Regions from separate parts of the Mus musculus genome. Here region 2 is linked to region 1. A link is a contact called in public Hi-C data. All regions are on one chromosome and are shown on one strand. Each heading gives the region's core, a stretch centred on a gene start, on an enhancer-like site or on the middle of the called end of the contact. The rest is flanking DNA. Distances are from core to core; before and after follow the strand shown. Region 1 has its middle 17 kb from the start of Gm42034. Region 2 has its middle 13 kb from the start of Mir8110.

What was found. Hi-C and Micro-C count contacts between places; a contact is called where the count stands out from the background.
Region 2: a Hi-C map of liver shows a contact between it and region 1, with 3 times the contacts expected there. The contact joins two enhancer-like sites. A contact is called at or near these places in 5 of 484 Hi-C or Micro-C datasets (the G1E-ER4 cell line, the HPC-7 cell line, liver and 1 more) and 3 of 115 datasets of contacts at active chromatin or transcription factors (embryonic stem cells, kidney and neural tube).

What each region holds. Positions count from the first base shown.
Region 1 is chr8:88,855,444-88,859,088 of GRCm38.p6, forward strand. No RefSeq gene overlaps it. Among named protein-coding and RNA genes, the nearest start is that of Gm42034, 17 kb to the left of the region's middle. Within about 2 kb of position 1,893, at least 3 of the 459 cell types and tissues checked have an H3K27ac peak or open chromatin away from gene starts, as enhancers often do. A contact at or near this core is called in liver, where this site is marked.
Region 2 is chr8:89,010,409-89,014,053 of GRCm38.p6, forward strand. No RefSeq gene overlaps it. Among named protein-coding and RNA genes, the nearest start is that of Mir8110, 13 kb to the right of the region's middle. RefSeq lists a cis regulatory region at 1-3,645. Within about 2 kb of position 2,088, at least 25 of the 459 cell types and tissues checked have an H3K27ac peak or open chromatin away from gene starts, as enhancers often do. A contact at or near this core is called in liver, where this site is marked.

The DNA of each region.
Region 1 (3,645 bases), core at 643-3,142:
CTGTCTGGGCCACGGGTGAGCATTATTCTCTGCCTGTTGCAATCCCAGTCCTCAGGGAGAGTCTGGACTGTCACAATGTGCTCTTGAGAGTCCCTTCAGCTTGAAGTGGCTGGCTATGTTCTGCTTGTTGGATCTAGGGTGCTAGGGGACACCTTTCCTTCAAGGTTCACTTCAAGCAGCTTCATCCAGCCCATGAGAGTCCTCACATGTGACAGTTTGCCACCCAGCTCCCACAGTTTCCAGGATGCAAGACAAGCCAGCATCACTTAGACACATGGAGACAGTCATCTGTGAACCCACCCTTTGTGGCATTAGCCCCACCAAACCCGGTCCTCTCACCACCATTAATATCCATCTATTAAAACATAAAGTATGCTCTTCACAGAAATAGCTAATCTCTGCAAAGATGCAGAGTCTTATCGTATCTATAGGAGTGATATAGGAAAAGCCTAGTCACCCACGACAAGCCACTGGTGACTGGCAAACTGCTAAAAGAAGAAACAATTGGCAGGAGGCAATGGGCTAAGTGGCTCAATATTTGATGTTCAATAATTGATTGTCAAATCTTTAAATGTCAAAGAGACAGAAATGACTCTAGGAAGCCGATGTGGGTTTGAGTAGTTTTGTCCAGATCATAGGCTCGGTGCTATAGGGAAGACTCTCCCATGGGTGGAAAGATGGGTGTCACTGTTAAAATATTTGGAACTGAAAGTAAAAACAGCAACACATCAATACTCGAATCTTTCTTCCAAGAATGAACACCACTGTTTCCTGAGGTGTTTTGTTCTGTAAAATATAAGATGATGTCATTTTCAAAATGTTTACTCTTGGTTTCAAGATAAGGTCCATTCAAACAGTCCACTAACTAACAACTAAGAAATGCTGGAGCAGATGGTCCTGGCCAGAGAAGCCCCTGGATGGAGTGTTTGCACCCAGCTTCACAAATGCCCCACTCAGCACCCCTGTTGATACGTTTCTCCGTTTGTAGGAACTCCCTGGTTTGTGGCATTCCCCCCAACAACAGCATCCTATAATGCCCCTGCCCCCTGCTCACCACAGCACAGGATCCCTCCTGGTTTCTGCAGCAGCCTCCCTACCCAAAGCCCATCCCTGCCCAGCAGGAACCCCAAGCCTCAGCATCTTTCATCACAGGTGGGAACTGGGCAGAGCTGCTGAGCAGCTCTGGGCCGCCCAGGGATTCTGGTCACCACGATTGCTCTAATTGCTTTTTTCTCCAGCCTCTTTCTCAGGCTCTCTGCATGCTGATGGTGCAGGTCCGGTCTCCACTGGATTGCAGTGGTATTTTTTTAGCGTCCCAACCAGTGTGTCCGGTTGACTGAGACATTTCGGGGAAGAGGCAGGTGCATTTACTTTTCAAGTATTATTTTACTAATCAATTGAAAAATTACCTTCATGAATGACAGAGGTGCAGAGCTGTGGAGCGTTTCATTAACGGGCGCAAACATTAATTACGGATCCAACCCGACCTTGCACACACAGAAATTATGGGACTGATCTATTTTCTCTGTGCTTAATTGCAGCCAGTGACTAGTTCTTTAAATCATTATCTGATAGGCCTCCAGTGAGAAGAGGATTTATGGGGTGGTGCCCAGAGGCCTTGCTGTGGCCAGTGCTGTTCTGTGGGGTAAACGGAGATGATCGTTATCAGAGGACCCACAGGCTTGTGTCATAGCTTTGAAGTAACGAAGAAGGGGACATTTTCCAAAACTGTATTTCTAGTAGCCTTTCTGAGCTGGTGTCTGGTTGCTGCTTCCTAGGGTCAGTTACAGACACTTGCCTGCATGCTGTCACAGTGGTGAGGCCCAGGATGACTGTGTAGTGACTGGTACCCCGTGGCTGGGCAGTGCAATCTGTACAGCTATGCACAAAGGTCCTAGGTGGATGCCCATTGAGTCATATCTGTGCTTTCTCTTTCTGACATTTCCTGTCATGGCTCTAGTCCCAAGTCTTGTTTAGTTGACCCACTGATGGGCAAAGGTCCTTGGGCATATGGCCATTCAGGCCTTATCCTGGGCTGCATGCCCTGCTTTCTAAGGTCACTGCTCAGAGCACATAGCTCTTGGGCTGTATGCTTCTTGGTCACAGTGACTCCTGGCTAGGGATATTTGCTTTGGAAGTATGCGGCCCCTCACATTGAGAACACTGAGCATGAACGTAGGCAGGACATTCCAGAGGAAGAAACCTAGTAAGAGACAGTGAGGATACAGGAGTCTTTCCCCAGACTTTGGGTGGGCTGAAGCCTCTGGACCACTGTCTACCTTGGCTCTGTAAGCCAGACATGGGTATATTTATCATCCTAAAAGTGAGAGAGATAGACATGAGCACTTTGAGTGTGCTCAACAGAGCCTTCCTCTCTAAATGCAGCCATGGCCAGATAGCAGTCCTCTCTGTCCCCTACAACTCCTTCCTGGGATCTGTGAGAACCTCTGTGAGAGGGTCCGTACCCCAGAGCTGCAGGAAGTGGCAAGGTGAGGGAGCGGTTCAGACACAGGCTATAACTTGACTGAATCTGGACATTTGCAGCCGCCTCGACAGAAAGCTAAGGGGAAAGGAGGCAAGAGTATCAGAGCCCTTCTCTTTGTAGGTGATGGGAAAGCGCAGCAGAGCTATACCAGAAAGCCTTTTCCCACTCTGAGCTCAGACCCTCCATAACTCAGGTACTGTGGAGAATTAGGAATCCTTCATTTTCTCTGAAGCCTTCAGATCACTGGTTCTGTGATGGGTCCCTCAAACACTTGTAGAAACTCCCTGGTTTGTGGCATTTTCCTCTACAATGACAGATCTAAGGCCAGCGGGACAGAGCCCCAAAGTTATGATATCCGGAGGACTGTGACAAGATTACCAGGTTCCAGGGGGCTCTACGGAAACCCAGCTACACTCTGGTGCAGGTGTGTCTGACGGAAGGGCAGAAAGAGAAGAAGATGATGCCAAATTAAATGAACTACTACTGCTCAGCATCACAGGGCTGACTGCCTCCTCATGGGCTCCAGTGTTTTCCTGTCACTCAGGACCAGGGGATGAAAAGGAGGGCACAGAGAGCATTTAATCCTGGGACTCTTCACAAAGGTGTGGGCAGGGTCTAGGGACCCCACCTGGGGTAGATTCATCTTCAGGCCCCAAAACAATGTGCTATGAACTCTAGCCTAGAGAAGGAGACTGTTACCAGACCCTGGAGCCAGAAGGCCATATGGAGAGTGCTGGTCACATCATCTCCAGTGGCAGTGTAGTCCGTGGAAACTCTGGGGACAGATCAGCTAATGTCCCTCAGTGGTAGAATCTAGCCAGAAGCCAGACGGCACAGGCTCCTGGATCTGTAGTTAAGGCACGTCAGTCCGTGGGGTGAACAGCAAGGTTGGGAAGGTGAAAGGAGAAGCTTACAGAAGACACACAGGCTTGTGTGGCGCAGGCTATGTAGCTCACCATAGAGTTCCTCTGCCTCTTGTCCAACCTGCTACCACAGGACCTCTTGCCCCTTGAAACCTCCCCTTGGAACCTCTGTCTCCATGGGTACTTTAGAGAGCTCTTTTTTTAAATTATTTATTTATTATATGTAAGTACACTGTAGCTGTCCTCAGACACACCAGAAGAGGGCATCAGATCTCATTACGGATGGTTGTGAGCCAC
Region 2 (3,645 bases), core at 838-3,337, 160 kb after region 1:
GCAGAAGTTTAGCTATAGACTTGATATGGTTCATCTATCTCAGTGGAGACTCCTGACTGTTCTGTCTAGATCAGGGGATGGCTTTGGACATACAAACCCAGTACAAGTGATACGTGTGCTTGGCTTGAGTTTAGTCTAGACCTAAGCATTGATTATGAATAAAGTATACCAGATCAGGAAGAATATAGGAAGACACAAATCTTCAGGCTGTTCATTAGAACACTTGTTCTTTCTCATATCTCTTCGGCATCAGGCAAAGTTTCTCTATGAGCAAAAGTCTCAGGATAAAATTCCTATCAGCTCTGTTGTTTGGGAAGTGTCTGAGTTGGGGTTTCATTGCTGTGAAGAGACACCATGACCAAAGCAACTCTTATAAAGGGAAACATCTAATTGTGGGCTGGCTTACAGATTCAGAAGTTTAGTCCATTATCATCATGGTTGGCAACATGGCCTCTGTAGGTAGACATGGTACTGGAGAAGTTGAGAGTTCTACATCTTGAATAGACAGCAGGAAGGCACTCTCTTCAGCAGGCGGCCAGGAGGAAACTCTCTCATTGGGTCATAGCTTGAGCTTAGAACTCACAACCTTGCCCACACAGTGGCACACTTCCTCCAACAAGGCCACACCTCCTAACAGTGCCACTCTGTACTGGGTAAGAGTCTGTGGGGACCAAAGTTATTCAAACCACCACAGGAAGCTCTCTTCGCTTCTCAGATTCCAAATTCATACATCTTGTCATCCAATGGTAAGAAAAGTGTTCATGACAGCCTGGCCTGACCAGCCTCCTGAGAGACTCAGCAACACTGAAATTACTTGAAAGAAATCTTTTGAGCCACTTCCAAAGTTCTGACACAAGGTTGGAACCTCGGGCTTAAAGCAGGGTGTCTGATGCGTTGTCATATACCCTGCTTAGATTTCTAATTCTCGAGGGTAATGGTGACATCCTCTTCATGTGTTGCCACAGTCTCTAAGGGACAGATTTGTGCTTTAAGTATTTGTTGAATTAATGGTGATATTGACTGCATTAATAAAGCAGGACTTAAGGAGTTGGAGTCAGTAGGCTTGTTCCTACTTTGGATTTTATCACTTCCGCATCTCTTCTTGCTACCACTCCATTTTCATCTCCTCCACAGCAAGCCATCTGAATTGGAAAGTCAGCTGAATGTGAGCCAATCTCATTTACCTCCTTTCTAAGTTTATACTATCCTCTAGTCGGTGTGTGCGTGCATACACACGTACACATACGTGTTGGGAGGACCCAGATTCCACTACCATGCTTGGGAGCATCCGTCTGTGTGTGTGTGTGTGTGTGTTGCCAACAAGAGAGGAACTTGTCTTTCTACACCCATGTGAATCTTGGAAATGTCTAATCTTTTAATACGAAATTGCAAAGAAAAGTGCATTTGAGTACCAAAAGTTGTGACTGAGAGCGGAAGAAAAAAAATAGCTTTCGCCTAAAGGAGAGTTAACTTCCCATCCATCTCTGCACTTACTTCATAGCCAACATATTCTTGATCAAGCCATAACTGCTTATTGTAGCTGTCCCCCAGTGCCCCGGTCTGTCCTTCTGTCTCTCCAGCCTTCCACCCCCTCCTCTTCTCTGAGGCATGCATCATTAGCTGGTGTAACTTGTTGGAGTCCAGATCTGCCTCCTGTCTCCTAGGGAGAGATCTGGAGACGGAGGATGTCTTCTGCACATAAAACAGTCTCCCGGCTCCACACCGGTTTGAGGCTCTGGAGAGGAGGTGAAATGAGTGGAGGGGGAGGGCATGGGGGAGCAAAGCTGTCAGGAAGCACTGTGTTCAGAGGCGCACCTCAGGGTGAGTGCTCTGACCAGAGCTTGCCTGCCTCCTCCGTTGTGAAAGCGGAAGAATGCACCTGGACTGTTTAATCCAGTTTAAGCTCTATTTCTTTTTGTGTTGAGTCAGACACTCCTGATCTGGCATCTCCTTGGGAGAGCTGTAGATTCAGTAGGGTTCGATATCGGGGAAATACAATTTCAAATATTTCTAGTTGCACTCCATTCACCACCAATCCAGGAAAGAATGTGAGTCTAGGTGAAAGGACAACAGACTTCCCTTCTGCGTTTGAGTGGGCGGGATTTAGATCTTTCGATGGTGAGGGCGGAGTTATCATCAATTGTCTCTATACCAATTTTCTCTGCAAAGGTCAGGCAAAGTCTTAAAGATCTAACCCTGGGGTAAAAAGGCAGTGGATTTCTCAACTGAGGGAAGGAGTCAGTTTCAGTGACTGCTTACTAGGGTGGGGTTCCCAGCTCTCCAGGCTCTGTAAAGGCTATGAAAGAGCAAATCTCAGCTCCTTAAAAAAAAAAGAAAAGAAAAGAAAAGAAAAGAAAAGAAAAGAAAAGAAAAGAAAAGAAAAGAAAAGAAAAGAAAAAGAAAAAGGTTTGGGACGGGGCTGGAGGAGACAGGATTCTAAGCACCCAGATTTAACTGAAACTTCCTTTGGAATTTAGAAATTCTAGTTTTGTGAGGACCAGGTCCCTTCTCTGCCTTAGGGGGAAACTGTTTCCAGGGTGCAGCTAATGCCCCAGGGTTTGCACCACCATGCCATGACTCAGTGTTTACGGGAATATCTGGGCCTGGATGGAAGAGCTCTAGAGATGTGTGGTTTCTTCCTGAAACTTAATTATTAAAAGTACAACTTCAGGATGAGGGTGTGGCTCCCTGGTAGGCTGTTTGTCTGGCGCTCTAGCCTCCGTTCCTAGTACAGCAAAATAACCAACCAACCAATCAATGAACCAACCAACCTACCAACCAACCAACTCTGCTTCCACTGACTATTAGTCAGTGTAGGTCGCTAACCAAATAGGAACTGTGGAAGCAAAAGCGTTGGTTTTCCAATGCTTACTGATTCCAATGCATTCTAGTCCCCTGAGATGTGATCCTGAGACAGAATCCCAGGGCAAAGTCCTGCAAGCCAATGGCAGAATGCTAATTGGAGTTTTGAGTGCCTGTTGAAAATTAACCCTGACACTGTCCTGGACAGTAACTTTCTGGCCTAGTACTGTTGACTTTGGTCTGGGCAGTCCCTTTTGATGCCCTGTGTCTGTGGAGGCTGGGCAGCATCCAGCCTCTACCCTTCCTATACCCGTGTCCTTTCCAGTCAGGACAACCTCATATGGGGGCCAACGTCAAGTAGTTGAAAACTGTTACTGTCACCAAGGGGGAAAGCTGTGCATTAGATATTTCTCTCCAACTTGAGAGACGGGCTTGTGCAAAGGAGTGCCTTCCTGAACATAGTGTAAAAAAACATATTTTTGTCATGCGATGAAAATTTAAGCAGCCATTAAAATACGGTTTTTTAAAAATTATTTTTATTTTATGTATATGAGTACACTGTAGCTGTCTTCAGACACACCAGAAGAGGGCATCGGATTCCATCTACAAATGGTTATGAGCGACCATGTGGTTGCTGGGAATTGAACCTGGGACCTCTGGAAGAGCAGTCAGTGCTCTTAACCACTGAGCCATCTCTCCAGCCTTAAAACTTTTTTTTTGTTTTGTTTTGTTTTTTGAGGCAGGGTTTCTCTGTGTAGCCCTGGCTGTCCTGGAACTCACTCTGTAGATCAGGCTGACCTCGAACTCAGAAATCCGCCTGCCTCTGCCTCCCGAGTGCTGGGA